Regions from separate parts of the Mus musculus genome. Here region 2 is linked to region 1. The links are chromatin contacts, called in public HiChIP or PLAC-seq maps. All regions are on one chromosome and are shown on one strand. The core of a region is the stretch at or near the end of the contact, and the rest is flanking DNA. Distances in the headings are between cores, read along the strand shown. Region 1 holds the start of Caap1 (caspase activity and apoptosis inhibitor 1). Region 2 overlaps Fggy (FGGY carbohydrate kinase domain containing).

What was found. HiChIP or PLAC-seq counts read pairs in DNA pulled down with a chosen protein or histone mark.
Region 2: a RAD21 HiChIP or PLAC-seq map of pro-B cells shows a contact between it and region 1, with 4 times the contacts expected there. The contact joins the enhancer-like site here to the promoter of Caap1 in region 1. A contact is called at or near these places in 4 of 39 promoter capture datasets (the C10 cell line, hippocampal neurons, liver and 1 more), 1 of 15 datasets of contacts at CTCF or cohesin (pro-B cells) and 1 of 115 datasets of contacts at active chromatin or transcription factors (astrocytes).

The regions. Positions count from the first base shown.
Region 1 is chr4:94,553,334-94,559,748 of GRCm38.p6, forward strand. Caap1 (caspase activity and apoptosis inhibitor 1) reads right to left here and starts at 3,463. Exons shown (of 6, transcript NM_026368.2): 1 at 3,129-3,463. The coding sequence starts at 3,371.
Region 2 is chr4:95,919,872-95,926,980 of GRCm38.p6, forward strand. It overlaps Fggy (FGGY carbohydrate kinase domain containing), which reads left to right. Exons shown (of 16, transcript NM_001113412.1): 15 at 3,054-3,115; 16 at 6,852-7,068. The coding sequence ends at 6,933. Among named protein-coding and RNA genes, the nearest start is that of Hook1, 44 kb to the right of the region's middle. Within about 2 kb of position 5,115, at least 21 of the 459 cell types and tissues checked have an H3K27ac peak or open chromatin away from gene starts, as enhancers often do. A contact at or near this core is called in pro-B cells, where this site is marked.

The DNA of each region.
Region 1 (6,415 bases), core at 2,213-4,712:
TGATAATTCAAAATTAACAACAAAAGAAGTGCTAAAATTGTCAAAATTCAGTGTGAGCAGAAATATTGCAGAAAATGACTAATAAAAAAATAATGTGACTAGGTAGAAGAAAATCATATAAGTAGTTGAATCCATGAGTCCTAATTAAAACTTGTAATGTGCTGGACAGTGGTAGCACATGCCTTTAATCCTAGCACTTGGGAGGCAGAGACAGGCGGATTTCTGAGTTCAAGGTCAGCCTGGTCTATAGAGTGAGTTTCCTGCCCGGAAAAGCCAAAAAAAAAGTTGTAATGTTAAAAAGTATGAGTCTAGAGAGATGGCACAGCAGTTCAGAGCACTTGCTGTTCTTCCAGAGGATAGGAGCTCTCTCCACATGGCACCTCACAACTGCCTATAACTCCAAGATCTGATACCCTCCCTCACCCAGACATATATACAGACAAAACACCAATGCACATTAAAAATATAAATAAAAATCATTTTAATATTAAAGCACTATTAGCTGGACAGTGGTGGCGCACACCTTTAATCCTAGCACTTGGGAGGCAGAGGCAGGTGGATTTCTGAGTTGGAGGCCAGCCTGTTCTACAAAGTGAGCTCCAGGACAGCCAGGGCTATACAGAGAAACCCTTTCTCCAAAAAAAAAAAAAAAAGATTAGAAGGGGCTGGAGAAATAGCTCAGTGGTTAAGGGTACTGACTGCTTTTCCAGAGGACCTGGGTTCAAATCCCAGCACCCACATGGCAGCTCACAACTGTCTGTAAATACAAGATCTGACACTCTCACACAGACATACATTCAGGTAAAACATCAAAGCACATAAAATAAAGGTAAATAAAAACTTTAAAAACTAAACAATCTTTGAATACAAAACCTATGGGAAGAGAGCTGGCAAGTGCAGGTAAGTGAGCTGGCTCAGCAGTAAGGGTGCTTGTCACCATCCTAACATGAGAGCCCAGTCCTTCCCACGTGCTGGAAATAATACCTGCACGTTGTCCTCTGACTCCACATAGATCGTGCTATATGCTCAATTAAATAAATAAATGTGAAATGTGTGAAGTATTTAAAAAATACAGAATAACTTTTATAAATTTTACAGTCTTCCAAACCACAAAATCTGGAAGGTAAAAGAAAAAAAATACCAGCTCTGGATATCAAAAAAGAAAAAAACAAGACAAAACTCAAGCCCTCCAGCACACTTTAAACCAGCAGTTCTCAACCTATAGGACAAGACCCCTTGGGGAGCGGTCTAATGACCCGTTCACGGGATTACCTAAGACCATGGGAAAACAGATATTTACAAAACAGTAGCAAAAATACAATTATGGAGTAGCAAGGAAGATAAATTTATGGTTGGAAGTCATCACAATATGAGTCAGTGTATTGAAGGGTTGCAGCATTAGGACGGTAGAGCAGTGCTTTAAACCAAGCTATATTAACCATTACTGTATACACAAGTTTAAAACTAACGCTTAATTGAAATATGTATGAGACTTCTCAGTGAAACACTGAATAAAAGGAAGAACAAGCAAAGAATCTATACAACTACACAAGGAATCAAAGGGTAAATAAAAATGTAGAAATGTTCAGTACCACCATTCATCAGGAACATACATATTAAAACAATGTTAGCCGAGTACAATGGCACATGCCTTTAATCCCAGTACTCAGAAGACCGGGGCAGGCAAAAAAAAATTTTTTTTGAGTTCCAGACCAGTAAGGCCCTGACTCAAAAAACAAACTAACAACAACCAAAAAAAAAAAAAAAGTAATAATTACTTGGTCTGTCCATCTGACCACTCTCTAAAAAAGAAAAAACAGGGATGGGAGGGGGACGCACCTGTAATGTCAGCATTCCAAGGCCAGAGGCAGGAGGGTGGATGCTAAGTCTGAGGCCAACATGGTCTAAGGAGCATACATTGAGCAAGTTCCAGGCTAGCAAGGGCTATTGGAGATTGGGGCGGGCGTTGGGGGTGGGGTGGCCATGTAAGGAAGATAACATGCTTGTGAAGACTGGCAGACATGAATATCCATACTATTTCAACTATAAATCAGTTAAGTCTTGCTTTAAAAGTATTTGGTTCTATTTCCTGTGTGTTTTATTTTAAGAGAACAGTTTGGCTTTACATATATAGAGTTTGGTTCATTTGTGCTGTGAAGCCCAAGTGGCTCGAGCATGAAGCATTTGGTCAATACAGCATATGGTGCCGATATGCAGAGCAAGTGGAATTCATCACCTTTTTAAACGTATATACTTTTGACACTGCAATTTCATTTCTGTAAGTCCAAGTCTACGTAACTCTTGCACAAGATCTATGACAAGTTTGTTCCATTTGGTATTGTATATAAAAATCAATAAAACTGAAAACCTAAATATTCTACAATAGAGATACGAGTATACTGGGAAACCTAAAACACACCATGTATGGAAGGAGACCCATTCAATGCGAGAATATACCCAATTACATTCGTAAAAGTAAACAATGAAGAGTGGCTACTCATCCACAGAAGGTATGCATATCAAGAGGCACTACGAAGGGCGTTGAACTCCTGCCTTGATTCTGTGTCCGATGAATTTTAAGAACACAGTCATTTGTTTTACAGTAAGTTACAAACTACTGTTTTAAATAGTGGTATCGCGGCAGGTTGATGATGCATAAGAAACACATTTTGGTCCCAGCTGTTGAATTCAAATGTAGGAACTACGAAATTCTTGCGACTGTGACTGTGGGTGAAATTCCTGAACTTGGGTCTCAGGTGTTTGTTGTTGTGGGTTTTTTTTTAATGTGTGTGTAATGTGAAAATAATCAGAATCTATTAAATAGTGGTGGTCAGTGCTTACACCGGCATTTGTAACTACTTCCCGACCCACAGATCCTCTACGGAGATCGGGGAAACCACAAGTAAAAGAAACCGCGAAAGTTTAATGGGGAAGGAGTACTGATCAGTAAATCCAGAAACTTAAAAGTTTAATACATGGGGAAGAGTTCAAACGGACTCAGAACGGAACCGGCGGCCCAAGGGACCCCGGCACTAACAATGAGCTTCTGCCCGCGCCCGCGCGGCTCTGCAGCCCGGCTCTTCTGAGGGGCCGCAGCTCCGGGAGACGGCGCGAGGCGAGGCACGCACCTGCTGCAGGGAGCCCGAGACGCTGGAGGACGAATCGGTGCTCCTCCGCTTTCGGCGCTCGCTTCGTTCCGCGCCGCCCGCCACACTCGTCCCGCCGCCGGCGACCCCGCAGCAGCCGCCGCTCCCGCACCCACCCGCGCTCCCGCTCAGCACGGGCACCAGGTCCGGGGCTGCGAGCGACGCGGCTGCCTCCTGCCCGCTCCGCTTGCGCCGCTTTTCTCGGGAAGACTTCTTCCCCGTCATGGTCCTCGCGCTGCAACCATCGGCGACAGCCGACCGTCTCTGCAGCAACAGAACCCCGCTTCCGTAGCGGCCGGCGCTGCTGTCGCAGACTTGGCGTCACTTCCGGTCCCGGCGCGTTTTACTACGCGTAGCTTCTGGAGGCGGGGCTCGGATGCGCTGTGCCAGCTGCTGAGGTTGTCTGGAGTTTAAAAGGTGACGTGTGGTCCAACGGATCTGTTTGCTTTTTCCCAACCTCTGGGAAGATTTAATTCCTTTCAGTGTTTCTCAGCTTACAAGTACGTTGGAAGGTAAAATTAAAGTTGCTGAGTCTCCAATTTCTTCTACCTTCGATTCCCTCGTTTGATTCAACGATATAACAATAAAAAGAATTTCAGAATAAAAAAAATTGCTTCATCTCACTACGACCTCATTTGAGCAGGGTTTTTTTTTTTTTTTTTTTTTTTTTGTACACTTTAAGGACTTGTGCAAAAATAACAGTCTTATGCTTCCGTATTTTGTATCATTAAAACTAATTTCGTAGCATGATTTCATGTTACTTTTAAAGGAATGGAAAGGATGTCAGAAGGAAGACAAGTTCCTATAGTATTTCAGTGTTCAACAATGTGAGTTTAGTAGCCCGGCGGTGGTAGCGCACGCCTTTAATCCCAGGACTTGGTAGGCAGAAGCAGGCGGATTTCTGAGTTCAAGGCCAGCTTGGTTTACAAAGTGAGTTCCAGGACAGCCAAGGCTACACAGAGAAACCCTGTCTACAAAAACAAAAACAAAAGAAAAAAGAAAGCAAGAAACAGATAGCCCTGGCCATGTTCAGCCTTCTTTCTTCCCTGTGAACTCTTACAGATGCCTCTGGCTGTTCTCTCTACAATAAAAACCTTTTTACCTATACCATGGAGCGGTCGAATCAGTTTAGTCACAGATAGATACACAGTGGGGCAAGGAATGGCTGGCTGTTCCTGGAGGCTAAAATAGCCCACGATGAAGTAATTAGCCTGTGAACTTACAAAATTCCAACCTCTTCACAGTACTGAAATTCTAATTCATCCATCAGTCTCTGTAGACACAGACTCATTCCAGGTTTGTTTTTTTGTTTGTTTGTTTGTTTTTTGTTTTTGTTTTTTTTTTTCCAGGCTTATTGTTGTTCACAGCCGGACGCAGCTTTTCAGGAGTTTTTATTCACAGTTGTTTTGAGGCAGGTTCTCTCCGAGTCTAGACTGGCCTGCCACACGTACAGCTAAGGATGGCCTTGAACTGTTTCTTTTAGGGTTTGGTTGGTTTGTTCATTTGTTTTTAGATTGATGTATTTATTTTGTGTACATGAATGTTTTGACTTACATATAGACATGTGTACCACACCACTGCCTGGTGCCCTCAGAGACCAAGAGAAGGCATTGAATCCCTGGAAAAAAAATTACTGATGGTTGTAAACCACCATATGGATGCTGGGAACGGAACCCAGGAACTCTGGAAAAGCAATAATTGCTCTGAACTGCTGAGCCATCTCTCCAGTCCTAGGCTTGAACACTTGATCTTCCTGCTTCCCCTTCCCTAGTATTGAGATTATTGGCATGCAACACCTGGCCTAATTTATGTAAAGCTGAGATCAAACCTAGGGGTTTGTGCATGCTGAGCCAGTACTATGTATCAGTCCTGTATGGAGCCACACAGGACTGACTTCTTTTTAAAGAGCCAAAATTATGTTACAACAAAATAATTGTCTCAATTTCTTGTACTGACAAGGATAGCAGAATTTTGTTTCATCTCACTATGACAAAATAGCTCAGTAGTTAATGATGCACTGCTATTATTACAACAATACAATGTCTACAATGTCCAACACCCTCTTCTGGCCTCTATCGGCATCTGCACTCATGTACACATACTTCCACATAAACACATACAAGCACATAACATGTTAAAAATAAATCTTTGCCGGGTGTGGTGGCGCACGCCTTTAATCCCAGCACTCCGGAGGCAGAGGCAGAGGCAGGCGAATTTCTGAGTTTGAGGCCAGCCTGGTCTACAAAGTGAGTTCCAGGACAGCCAGGGCTACACAGAGAAAGCCTGTCTCCAGAAAAAAAAAAAAAATGGCCTCATTTTTTTGTGATTTTTCCCCAGGCTCTCTTAATTACCCATTTTGATTAAAATCTTTCTCTAGGACATAGGGATAATCAGTTGATCGCTCTCAAGACATAAGAACTGAATGTAGGGCTGTAGAGATGGCTCAGTGGTTAAGAGCACATTCCAGAGGTCCTGAGTTCAATTCCCAGCACCCGCATGGTGGCTCACAGCCATCTGTAATAGGGATCCGATGCCCTCTTCTGGTGTGCCTGAAGACAGCAATAGTGTACTGACAGACATGAAATAAATAAATAAATAAATCTTAAAAAAAAAAAAAAAAAGAACTGAATGTACCGTGTTGCTAGAAACTTGATCTTAAGTAGTTGTCCTACAAAGCTGCAGTTATGAGTCCTGAAGTAAATTTTACATAGCAAGGGTCTCCTAAGTGAGGGTTTCTGTCATGTAATACAAAAAATTCCTGAATCATGTCCAGCTGCTGAGCATCCATAATTCTAGTAGGTTTATGTGTGGTTCTAAGACATCAAGAGAGACAATAATATTTATGAAAGACAGCAAGCATACAAATTAGTAAATGCTGAGATCTGTATCTGAAAGGAGACTCAGTTCCTAGGGTAACCAGCTACCAGTGTCACAAAGCTTGAATTCAAGCCAAACTGGAAAGTTACTATGGCCTCCTGTCAATTTTGGTAAGCTCAAATACCTTTATAGTTTCACACTTGACCTGAGGGGCATTTAAGCACACACAGCGTGAAGAATAAGCGCCTTTGTAACTAGCACAATCTGTTTTGGGGCAATCAAGCATGAGGACCTGAGTTCATAAAGTCAACAGCCAAGTCTGTGGGGCCAGGGAGCCAGGGGAAGGGAGAGGAGGGGCCTGCAGCAAGAGTGGGGGAGGGATGTGTCCAAACCCTGGACATCTCATCCTGAGATCAACAGGAGAAGTAGTTATGCCCCTTGCCCCTGTGCCT
Region 2 (7,109 bases), core at 3,865-6,364, 1.4 Mb after region 1:
ATACAGTGAGAAATTAATAAATATGTGACATAAGTTGTATCTATGACCCCAGAATAACTATAGACTTTTTAAGTGTTCAGTGGCTATTCTTAAGGCAGAGCCTTTTCTGTGGAGAGTTTTGTTTGTTTATTTGTTTGTTTGTTTGTTTGTTTTGCTTCATTTTGTTTTTGCTGTTCCATAGTTAAGTCTGTTGGATACCAATATTGGATTGGCTCTGTGCTCTCCAACTTTTCCATGAGTTAAAAACCTTATAAAACTGCCTAAGGGAATCTAACCCTACTTTCCTGTGTAGTTACAAAAGGGCTTTGCTTTCTGGACCATATGTCCTAGAGACCTCATTTATTAAGCCCAAGATGTGTGGTACCAGATGTAACCCTAACTGTTCACTGCTTTTTGTTCTTATTGCCAAAGAAAAGCAAGTTGCTGGGAGAAAGCATGGTTTAACTGCATATCTTAAGGGAAGTGAATTCTGATTACAGTATTCCTGCCTGTCACATACCTGACTTTGAGGGTTTTTTCCTTTGTTTTGTTTTGGTTTTTGGAGATTATGATAGAATTATAGCATCCTCTCTTTCCTTTTCTCCCACAAAACCTTCCCGTATACCCCTCTGCATTCTCCTTTAATTCATGGCTACTTTTTTTTAATTAGTTGTTACTGCATTCCTAAGTATAACCTGTCCAGATAAGGTTACTTGTGTGTATGTTTACACAGCTGACTGACACTGGATGGCCAATTGTGCTCTCTCATGGGGAAGACCTTATCTGCCCCTCCCAGCTTTATACAGTTCCCTGTAGATTGTTGTATAGGGTTGAGACCTCATGGGCTTTTCCCTGTTCAGTATAGCATGTTCATTGGTGAGATCCATGCTCAGTTGACTTTTGGCCAGTCATGTTGATAAGATGGAACTTCTGATGTGACTTGGAGACGCCGTCTCATAAGAAACGACCTGACCCTCTGGCTCTTAGAATCTCCCCTCCCACAGTTTGCACAGCGTTCCCTGAGCTTTAGGTAGAGGAATGTTTTTCTGATGTGTCCACTGGGACTCTACAACTCTGCATTTTGATAGGTTATAGCTTTCTTTCTTGGCCTCTTTCTGTGGCAAAGAGATGTTTCCTTGATGCGGGATGAAGGCTACACTTCTCTGTGGGTGTAAGGACACATGTTTATAGTAAATTAGTGGTTGTAGATTCTCCTCCAATAACCATGACTTCACTAGCACTGAGTAGTTAACTAGGTATCTTGTATCAAGCATGATTTTCCTCTTATTAAGAAGGTTTTAAGTCCAACTAGAAAGCTGCTGGTTACCACCAAAATCTGTGTGCTACTATTGTACCCTCAGGATTATCTTGTCAGTTGGTTGTTAATGCGACTCATAAGCAGCAGAGCTGAGTAGCTATGGTTGCTTCTCTCCTTGGAAGCTTACATGGTGCCATCTGGTTGGTTACAGATCACAGGTCTCTGTGTACTGAACATGCATGGTGTTTTCTGCACTGGGAACTGATCTTCCACCCTTGAGAGGTGACCAAGGACAACAGCAAGAGCTGTGTGTTTAGGGAGTTACTTGTGCAGACCTGACCACCAACTCAAAAGAGGGCTTCTTATGCTTGGAATTAGGGTTTGTTGTTGTTGTTGTTGTTGTTGTTGTTAGGTAGTCTTTGGCTCTTGGAGAGAGAACCAGCCAGCAGTCCAGATGACAAAAGTTCATTAAAACTATGTCTGTAGATATTTGTACACATGCTATAGGGTTTTATTTCTAGGTAAATAGTCAATATTATGATTTCTTGTGATTTTTCAGACACCTTTATTATTATTTTACTCACGTCCCTTTTGTTATGTATTTACCTCCCATCTCCTCCCTTCCCCACTAAGCACCTCAGCTTACCCTCCCCCAGATCACTTGTCTTCTGCTATTCGTTTTACCCTCCTCTCCTCCTCTGTATTTCCTTCCCTCTTTCTAAAGATCCCCTTTTCCTGTTTCTCTGATCAGATTACTTATATCCCACTATTCCTTTCTATTGCTCCCTAACTCCCTTATCCTGACAACAGTTCAGTTTTCCTTCCCTGGTTTCTGTAAATTGTTTTACCTTCTGAATTATTATTTTAAAGGCTGATTAATTCAAGCAACAATAGAAAAAAGATAGTGTTTCTTACAGTATAACCTCGTTTTTAGTCTTTGTTTTGGTATAAATTATTTTTAAATTTTTATTTATTTAGCTTTTATTATTTTACTTATTCACTTTGCATTCTACTCACTGCCCCCCTCATGGTCACCCCCTTCCACAATCCTTTGCCAATCCCCACTTCCTTTCTCCTCTGAGCATGAGAAACACACACACACACACACACACACACACACACACACACACACACACACTTGCCCCTCTGTATTCTCTAACCCTGGCACATCAAGTCCCTGTGAGGTGAGGCTAGGTGCATCCTCTCCCACTGAGGCCAGACAAGGCAGCCCAGCTAGAAGAACATATCCCACAGACAGGCAAGAGCTTTTGGGATAGCCCCCCCCCCCCCCCGCCTCCAGTTCTTCAGGACCCACATGAAGACCAAGCTGCACATTTGCTACAGAGGTGCAGGAGGGCCTAGGTCTAGCTTGTATATGTTTTTTGGTTGATGATTCAGTCAACTAGCACTAAAGGTTCGGGGTAGTTGTTTCTTTTGGTCTTCCTGTGGAGTTTTTATCCAGTTAGAAGCCAAAATCCTTCCTCCTATTCTTCCATAAGAGTCCCAAAACTCCATTCACTGTTTGGCTGTGGGTGTCTGCATCTGCCTGAGTCAGCTGCTGGGTGGAACCTATCAGAAGACAACGTGTTCCTGTCTGCAAACATAACAGAGTATCATTAATAATGCCAGGAATTGGCTCTTCACTCAGGTCTGAAGCTCTGGAGCAAGAGGCCTCCAGTAAGAGAGAACACGGGACATTTGTCTTTCTGGGTCTTGGTTATCCCACTCAATATGGCCTTTCCTGGTTCTATCCATTTCCTGTAAGGTCCATGGTCTCCTTCTTTACCCAGCATTCTTTGTTATTTCCGTTTACCAGGAGGCAATGGCAAGGATGAGCAAAGTGGGGAAAGTCGTGTTTCCGGAACATGCTGATAAAAAGTAAGTCTGTATGAAGCTGCCAGAGACTGAGAGTGCATGGGAGGAGGGGCAGCTCTTGCTCTGGGATGGACCTTGGATCAACCCTGGCTCTTCTTTCACTTAGACCAGCGGTTCCCAGCCTTCCTAAAGCTGCGGCCAGTTCCTCCTGTCGTGGTGACCCCCAACCACAACATTACTTCATTGCTACTTCATAGCTGTAATTTTGCTACTGTTATGAATATTACAATTCATTACAGTAAATATTTGGGGAGATGGTTTGCCAAAGGGGTTGCAACCCACCAGTTGGGAATCACTGACTTAGAGGTTGAAGGAATTCCTCCCAATATGAGAACTTTGGTTTATCAAGATCCAAAGCTTAGCTGGTCAGAGCTGGAGTCACATACAAACTTCCAAATTCTCAGACTAATATTTTCATCCTGAATCATAGGAAGAAATCTGTTTTTCTCTATGCTAAAGTATGGGAATCTTTTATGTTCACATCAAAGGACCAGCTGGCATTCTCCTACCCTTTATATATTTCTTGGCACTGAAGGCTAGAAAATCCCCCATGTTTAAATGCCAAGTCAACAAAAATATTTATTTATTTATTTATCTATTGAGTGCTTGCTATATTTAAAGCATGAACTGAGCTCTGGGAAGGATGCAGAGAGCGATGAGGCACTACTAGATTTATACAGAGAGATGATTTTAAGTTAACATGAATAAATTCTTCCATAGAAATGCCAGCAGGCAACAACATAACCGGAAGAAGGAATAACTGGGACCATGCATGGAGAAAGGAAAATTTTAGAGGAAGACCATGTCTCCGCTGACTTTAAATGTTTAAAAGTCATTTCCAAACAGGCCAAAGTAGAGAAGAACATTCTTGGTAGAGGAAATAATCTATGCAAAGGGTCAGCTTTTATACTGAGATCACTACAATCAGAACACAAGGTGAGATGAGGAAGTGAGGCAGGCAGAAGTCAGCCCATGAAGCCCCTGGAGCCATGCCAAAGACCCCTGGGGTCAGAGTTTTAAGCAGTGATGAGACCTGATCAAATGGACAGTTTGAAAGTTTAGTCATACAGAATTGGTTCGTGAGAGCTAAGGCTAGAAGTCAGGAGGCTCTATCGAAGGCTTTTGGAGCAGCCCACATTAGCAATCAGGGTCACTATGAAATCACTGAAGATGAAGGAGCAAGTCCCGGAGGAAAGCACTTGGTGTTAAAACTTAAAGTCTTACCATGTCACTTTCCTTATATGTCTCAAAGGTCCATTATTTGAGAACTTGAAATGCTTACTAAAATGACAGTCTAGACTCATTTTATTGTCTCCAAATGGAATCAGGCTATTAAAGACCCTGCATGTGAAGCCCTCTCTGACTGCCTAGCTCAGAGGAGCAGCATGGGTATAGGAAACTCAACCCAGCAACAGAGATGCCCCTCCCAGTGAATGGAGAAGCTGTGGAGGGTGTCCACTAGAGGGTGCCTGAACTATGCCGTTTGTTTGAAAGGAGAAGCAGTTTATTCCCCTTCATCTCTTTTGTGACCTTCTCAAGACTTTTCAGGGAAGTGTTTTTAAGTTCATTCTCAGAAAAAAAAAAAATCCATGTGCTTTCTCCCCCACCCCCCTGCCAGGGGTAATTATTATTTTTTAATTTAAATTATAGATTTTTATTAGATATTTTCTCCATTTACATTTCAAATGCTATTCCTAAAGTCCCCTATACCCTCCCCTGCCCTGCTCCCCTACTCACCCACTCCCACTTCTTGGCCCTGGAGTTCCCCTATACTGAGGCACATAAAGTTTGCAAGACCAAGGGGCCTCTCTTCCCAATGATGGCCGACTAGGCCATCTTCTGCTACATATGCCGCTAGAGACACGAGCTCCGGGGTACTGGTTAGTTCATATTGTTGTCCCACTTATAGGGTTGCAGATCCCTTCAGCTCATGCTTTCTTTGAAGACTGTGGTGTCTTGATGGCAGCTGGCAGGGTTTCCATGAAGCAAATGCACAGTGCTGTGCCGCCATCTGCAGGCAGCACAAAGATTGCAACTAGAAAGCCAGACCCCATTTCCTCTTCCTGTCTCTTGGCTTCAAATCTCATTAACTTTATATTTTCTTGGTCCCGAGCCACAGACAATCAATTGTTTGAGAGGAGGGGAATTTAGGAGATAACTCAGCTGGCTGGCTGTATGTGAATTTAATGTCTAATAAAGTAACTGTAGTTCAGTAAGCAAATTGTTACAATGATTCCAATTATTCAACCTGGAAAGGGTGAATCGTGGGTTCCTGTTGAGTGAAAAAAGACATTTGCAAGAAGACAAATGGTATTCCAATGAATGGAGTTTCAGTAGAATTGTTACCTTAAAATCCTTGCTGTGTGAGAGAGGCTGCTGAGCAAAGCCCCCTTTAAGAGTTTTGCGATAACAAAGTTAGAAACCCATCTCACCCCACAGAAGAATTGCACCGCCTTGTATTGTCATAGAATATCATTAGAAGCAGAAAATATTTCTAAAAGCCATTCTCTGACTGAGAATTGAATTCTTTGGAGCGGGGTTTAGCAGCATCTCACAATCGTAGATTGAGTATAATAGTAGAATATGGATTATTTCAAAGCAATAACTCATACTTACATTATTTATTTGAATCAGTCATTGTTCTCATTCATTTCACATATTGCTTAATCCTCACAACATTTCTGCAGTATATCCTGTAACTATCTCGATTTGCAGGTGAGGAAATTTATGCATAGATGGGTTTTGTAGGCATGGGTTGTGTAATTCAAGTCCTGGCCTCAAATCCCCTTCTCAGCCATGGTTTGGCCCCATCACAGTTCCGACATCACTCTTCTAGAATGCTTAAGGTTGAAATATGGAACAAGCACAAATTTCTGTGCACTCCCAGATTTTCTCATACTCTTATTCCCCATCCCAATTCACAATGGTTAACATCCCTTATAAGGGTCATTGTCAGAACATTCCAGAGTCTACCAAATAATGTTGAATTGGATTCATCCACCCCATTAAAGAGAGTAAAGACAGAGTTTTAAAAGTTATGATGCTCCGTACTATTGCTATCCTTGTGGCATGGTGATGCCTAAGCAGACCCAGTCTTACAGCCAAGAGTGGTTCTAACAGGTCTCACCTAAAGAGTCTGATGGAGAAGGCTGGTTAGCAGGGTCACTACCAGACACTGAGGGTAGAGCCAGGTGCAGGGAGATGTTGGTCTCGTTTCTACAGAGTTTACCCTAGATAAACCGTTGGATAAGCCAAACACCTGGATAAGGCTGTCTGCCAAAGTCACTGATATGTGGAAATCACAAAGGGGATTAAAGTGCTCATTCTTAAATCTGGCCAAGGTGCTGTTTTCACCTGTGGCTAGTCACGCCAGACAGATGTATTTAAGCTTGGGATCAGAAGGGGTCTGTGCTAAGCCTGAGCCATTCAGTACATGCAGGGGAGGCTCAGAAGCCACTGCTTTCTAAGCACGAATCCCACCTCAGCTACACTTCAGGCTATTCCACTTTGGATGCACCTTGCTGATAAAACACCTACATGTCAAGCATGCATCTTGCAGAACTGCATGTCATTTATACACAATAGATATGAAGCATAATAACCCCTTTGCTTCATACACTAAAAACTTAGATTTCCGTCTGAACATAACAGATACATTCCCATCCTTCTAAATTAGGGGGAAGGCACACAACAGCTTTGTTTTGCCAGTGTTTAATGTGTTCCTTTTTGTACCCCCCAGATATTATGACAAGAAATATCAAGTGTTTCTGAGAATGGTTGAGCACCAGAAGGAGTATTCAGCAATCATGAATGGAAGCTGAACATACCTGTCCGTACAGACGCTGTGCCATTCACTGGGGCCCTCTGTGTGTTCATCTTATGCTCAGTGCCCCTTGGGTATAATTTTGGCATTCCTGTCTTATTATCTAATAAAAACTTCGAGCAGGCAAACACAACTGGAGTCACTTATGTCTGTGTCTGGATGTGTAATAGTTGG